Linked DNA regions of Cricetulus griseus: region 1 is linked to region 2. A link is a contact called in public Hi-C data. All regions are on one chromosome and are shown on one strand. Each heading gives the region's core, a stretch centred on a gene start, on an enhancer-like site or on the middle of the called end of the contact. The rest is flanking DNA. Distances are from core to core; before and after follow the strand shown. Region 1 overlaps Dapk1 (death-associated protein kinase 1). Region 2 holds the start of Dapk1 (death-associated protein kinase 1).

Region 1 (2,934 bases), core at 382-2,881, 130 kb before region 2:
CCTTCTCCTGGCTAGATCTCCAGATGCCATGGGAGGGTCTCCAACATGGTCCCTGGAATTCTCACAGGAGCAGGTGGCCACCAAGCTCAGGCCTTTGTATTTGGCGCTTTTCCTGAGCCTCTGATGACTTCCGGACTACTCAGTGACCATACTCCATGTACCAGCTCCTGCAGAGGGAGATCCACCAATTTCCCAGGACCCAATTGTTGTCTATCATCACTCAGTGACTCCAGACTGACTGTTAAGATTCTTTTGTCAGCACCTCTCTTTCTCATTTTCTAGAAGATCCTCTCTGTATGATATGTCTGAGTAAATGGCAAGGCTAAGCAAGGAACTATACAATGTGGATAGAAAACCCCGAAGAGCCCTTCTAGAAGCTGGAAGAGGTAGGGACCAGAGAAGAAAGTGGCAGGAGCAGAGCAGTGGTGGGGGAACAGAGGAGACAGACACTACAGGGGAGGTCCATGAGCTCACTAGGGAACAGGAAAAGAGGAGAGGCCACACACATTTCTGGCCCCATCATCTGATAGGATTTCAAAGTCACTCTTGTTTTTTATTTTCCCTATGAGGCATCATCTGAGACAGAGAAATATTTTTCCTCTTAAAAATGCACGTGACACTTTACTGCAAGATAACTGCCCCGTGGGTAAAGACTTGGCACACAGGTGGTGCAGGACCTTGCACTCAGGGCAGGAGTAAACAAGTGCCCTGAGCAGCGTGCCCCTTCCATGCAGAGCACTGTTAACGTCTACACCTGCAGAGCGCCCAATACTGTACAGAACACAACTGCTACATCTTGAGAGTGGGTGGTACCAAAAAGACCTACACACAGACCAGCCCACAGGCCCTCTGGGGATCATGCCAGATGTTTGGGGGCTCTGCAACAGCCACAGACAGAGACAACAAGTAAGCAAATGAGAGTGGCTGTGCTACATACAGGGAGACTTCATTTACAAAACCAAGCAGCAGGCTGGATTTGGCTCTGTGTGTTTAGACCTTGAAGATCTCCAAGAACCAAAGTTGTACTTCCTGCCTCAGGGCCTCCAGTGGGCTGCCACATCAAATACCACGTGATCACCTTCACAACTGACTGTCAAGACCTTTCACACTAGCAGTCAACTGTCATGCCAGCAACAACTCAAACAATACTTCATGGCCGCAACTGAACTGCCAACTCATCCTGTTGGCCAAACTCTTATCTCTGGTATGAAATATGGAGCAAAGGGTCTCTCTTCTGCTGTTGAGATACTAAGCCTGAATGACAAGTGAGAAAAATGGATTGCATCTTACTTAAAAGTTGTTTTCAGGCCCAGCAGCAAAGGCAGATGCTAAGCAGTAGAACCAGCCCTTTGCCTCTTGACTGCTCATGACCCCCACAGCCACTCGGGGGGATTCAGCTCCTCCTACAGGGCACTGGGCGGCTTGTGCCCTGGAGCCAACGGGAAGCACTTATGAAAGAGAAATCCATACATGGAACAGAGAGCTAAGCGGCACTGTTGTGTAACACGGGTAAACAAAAGGCCAGTGCGAACCAGCGGGTCGCTGGAGGAGCGGGGCGGGCGAGGTGAGACAAGGATGAAACATTAACTAGACATTAAACTGGGTCTGTGTGGGCAAATGTTTGTGTGACTGCAGAGGAGGGTTAAAGCTTAACAGCAGCCTGTCTGCTTTAGAATGCAGTTGCCAGGCAATGCCTCTCTCCCCGTGCCCTTGAGGCATGAGAAGTTTCCATGGTTCTCTGCAGCCAAACACCTGCACCTGCCTGGTACTCACCGAGGTCAGAGCCTCCACATTGGCACCCATCAGACAGAGGTAGCGGACCACATCCAGGATCCCGTTGTTGGCTGCAAGGTGGAGAGGAGTGCGTCCATACTGGGAAGAGAAAAAAAATACCAAAAGTGTTCTCATGGCTGTTACCTGTAAAAGACCCTGGTTCGGAGCCATTGTTGTTGGGTGAGAGACAGCATTACATAAGGGACCTGTGTCCACCAGAACTGAAGAGGAGGTTCTGGCTCCCACTGAGGCAAGCCTGCCAGGCAGAACATTTTCAAGTGCTTTGAAGTTGAAAGACTAGCTTCAAATACACCTTCAAAAGATGAGTGAGGAGGCTAGCCACAGGATAACCCAGTGTCCTGCTGCGCTGGCAGAGAGCAAGGCAAGAGGCAAGCGCATAAATGCCCAGACATCCATATGTACGTGCACCCATATAGTTCTGATTCACAGGGCTGGGGAGGGAAAAAGAGAAGGGCTGTGGAGGGCACTTTGCTTTGAGGCCACGCCTACTATGGATTTTATGGCTGTGGTTCTCAAACTGTGTATCGTGCACGATGGGGCACCACAGTGAGCCCCCAGGGATAATGAAGGTCACCTTAAGGTTTGAAGGACATAGGTGAATATCTCCTCCAAGTACCTTAGGCGGCCAGCTCTCTTCTCATTGGCACTTGTCCTTGTAGGTCTCCTCTTAGGAGTTGGTGGTCTCTACACTAAGAAGCAAAGGTCTTGAAAATAGGGACCGGAGTGATGGCTCCAAAGTTAGCTGAACTAGCTACTCTTCCAGAGGATCTAGCTAGCACCCGCACGGTGGCTCACAACCATCCATAACTCGTTTCAGGGGACCCAACAGCCTCTCTGACCCCTGTTGGCATCAGGCACACATGTGATGCACAATAATACAGGCAGACAAAATACCCATACACATAAAGTAATATTTTTTAATGTCTAAACCTTGAAAATAATCACGTGAATAATCCACAGTCGGAGAGGTACTGTAGGACTCAGCAACCACACACCCTGGTGACTAAGAGCAGGAGATTCCTCTCCAAGCATGTTTTGTTTTTCTCAGAGGCTGCTAAGTTTGGGGACCAAGATACAGTGAAATTACAATGAATAAAAAATCACTAAGACACTTCAGAGGATGTGAAGAGTCCAATCTTA
Region 2 (2,826 bases), core at 280-2,779:
ACATAAAATCCGTTTGCTAACCACTGGCACCCCTCCCACCTCCTTTCGCTTAACACCTAATTCCATAAAAGGATCTTAAGGGAAACAAAGTCAATCAATATATTTTATTCACAAAACAATCATCTCACCTCATTTTTTACCATCTCCTTTTGCAAGATAATTTATAGAACCTGGCAATCTTACAGAAATGGAATCAATTTTCTTTTCACCCTTTTTATTTTCTAACCCCCTGGGAAAATCCCACACACTCATCTTGCTGTGAACCATAGGGGGAAAGTGGTTAAATTCCAGTTAAGCCAAGTACTTCAACTGCACATTCTCAACCTCAATTTAAACCATATCCATGAAATATGATCTTTCAGAACCCTGTCTTTCAGTCAGTCATTAGGATTTAAGATAGCAGTATTCTCTCCCTAGGCACAGGCTTCAAAGATGCCTCAAGCCTGCACTGATCTTTTTCATTCCTGGGCTATCTGAATTATTTTAAAGTTTTAGTTAGGTGTCTTCCAAAATCCTATTAGGTAATAGAGGGTGTGGGTCTTTTTTTTTTTTAATTTCCTTTCCAGGAAGAAAAAAAATCTTGGTATGAGGTCATTTGGGTATATATGGAAAAATACAAATTTCAGTACACACACTATGGTAACTTCAACTATGTTTGTTTATAAATGTTTATAAATCCTTTTGCTGCTGTAGTCACAATGCCAACATACAAACGCCACACGCCAAATTTTAAACATAGTATGAACACTGGGCTATTTGCTCACATAAAGCAGAGATGAATAAAGTCGGTGGACTGATAAAAAAAAAAAAAGTCACCCAGCAGTCACAAAATGCTGCCAGAGAAATCTTTGTGTACCTGGACACTAACACACTCTGCTCAGCATCACAGCTCCTACAGAGTGTTGGTAGGCTCTGAATATAGACAGCTGCCATAGATGACACCGAAGACACCACTACCAAGCTAAGAATCAAATTCCTGGATGGACTAAGTTTCAAAATCCGAGGCCAACATCTGGCAAGTCCCACACCTACCTAGCTGTCCTGGCTGGTGTTGCTCTGAAAATTCAGCACAAGGGGTGAGTGTTAAAATTTTAAACGCCCATTAATTAACGTGTACTCTGCCTAAATCACACAGAGGCGGTCCCTCCAGTTGCAGTTGGAGTCTCAGCCTTTGCCTCATTGTCTCCGAAGGGAGAGGCTCGCCGGAGTTCGTGCGCACAATGAGGTCTGTTCAGGTCCAGGGGCTCTGACCACACTCTCCGTACGCAGTAAATGCACTGTGGACTGCCTCTCCACCCCTCGGATCAGGCAGTTTATTCCAGGTCCCTGGCCTTCGCGCGTTAGGTACTGCTTCCTCTACCATCCGCACATCCCAGAGAAGGGCCAGAGGCATGCCTGGCTTACGCAGAGTCTGTTTACCGCGCACTGCCCCCCACACCGCGCGCTTCCGCCCCCCACTCCTGGTACCTGCCCAGTTCCTCGCCGGTGTCGTAGTAGTCGTCCACGTTTTCCTGCCTGAACACAGTCATGATAGACTGTCACGCCTCACCAGAGCCCAGGCCACTCCGGCTCCGCGGCCCGAACCATCCCCACCGCCGCCGCGCCGCTGCGGGCCCCTCATGCACCAAGCCGCAGACCTCTGAAAGAAATGGGGAGAAGAATGGAACCGCAAACCTCAAGGAAACTGGGGGCTCGGGGCTCGGCCCCGATCTCCAGGCCTCCCGCGGGCTGGGGCCACGCGCCCTTTGTTAAGCCCAGGCTGGGGGACCCCCGCGCCCCACAACGCCGCGCCCCAGCCCGGTGCCTGCCGCTCCCGGGCTCCTGCCTCCGCCTCCGGACTACGCGGGGACAGCGGAGGGAAGAGACACAAAGCGCTCGGCCGGGCCACCTGTTCCCCCGCGCCGGGGCCGCCCTCCCGCTCTTCTCGCTGCCTGAGCCGGCCACTCACCCGGCCCCGCAGCGCCCTGCGCCCCGTGGCGGGTCCCAGTCCCAGGCGCTCCTAGCCTCGGGACGCAGCCAGCAGCACCTCCTCCCTGTCCTCTTCCTCCGCTGGGCTCGCGGCTCCTCCCGGCTCCGCGCTCCCGCCCCGCCGCGCGCACCCCGCACACACCCACTCGCCCGCACCGAGCGCGCGCCCCACCTGTGACTTAGCGCCCGGCTGCCCTCTGCCGCCCGCTTCGAAGAAATCCGAGGCTTTCGTTCCCAAACTGTGAACCCAACGACCCGCGTAGGCCAGGCGGTGTGCTCCGTGCCGTAACACACACACACACACACACACACACACACACCAGGTTTTAAAAAAAATAAATCAATATAGTCCTGCCCTGGAGACTCCCACACCCTTATGGAAACGAGCAAACAAATAGCTTATAAATGAGGTTGCTCTATTCTTCTGTGTTGACAACAAAACCGACAGAGGCCTCGTCAGAGGGTGCGTCTCCGTGACAGGTGTTTTGAGCCAGGATGAAGGCAAGGCATGCGATCCACAACGGAAAAGGCTGAGATATTAGAAATCCGACAAAGCTTGAGAGTCCTTTCAGTCCTATCAGCGGTCGCTCGGTTGAAACAGCAAGTCCTGCTTGAACTACGTTAAGCGTACAATACACACCAGAGTCTAAGACAGTATGAAAATACGAATGAAAAACGCCGTAGACATATTTTTTTTTTATATATTAGGTACATGTCCAAACGATGGTGCTTTGGCTCTACCAGGTTAAATAAAACTTTATTAAAAATCAATTACACTGTCTTTTTTTTTTTTAACTGTCACAACAGTACCCACGTGTCTTTCACTAGATTGCTGAGGACCGGCCAAGAGACTCCAGG

What was found. Hi-C and Micro-C count contacts between places; a contact is called where the count stands out from the background.
Region 1: a Hi-C map of the CHL-YN cell line shows a contact between it and region 2, with 11 times the contacts expected there. The contact joins the enhancer-like site here to the promoter of Dapk1 in region 2. A contact is called at or near these places in 2 of 8 Hi-C or Micro-C datasets (the CHL-YN cell line and fibroblasts).

The regions. Positions count from the first base shown.
Region 1 is chr3:279,893,923-279,896,856 of CriGri-PICRH-1.0, reverse strand. It overlaps Dapk1 (death-associated protein kinase 1), which reads right to left. Exons shown (of 26, transcript XM_035443025.1): 17 at 1,774-1,872. Among named protein-coding and RNA genes, the nearest start is that of Trnak-cuu, 6.8 kb to the left of the region's middle. Within about 2 kb of position 1,631, at least 2 of the 6 cell types and tissues checked have open chromatin away from gene starts, as enhancers often do.
Region 2 is chr3:279,765,496-279,768,321 of CriGri-PICRH-1.0, reverse strand. Dapk1 (death-associated protein kinase 1) reads right to left here and starts at 1,529. Exons shown (of 26, transcript XM_035443025.1): 1 at 1,468-1,529. The coding sequence starts at 1,529.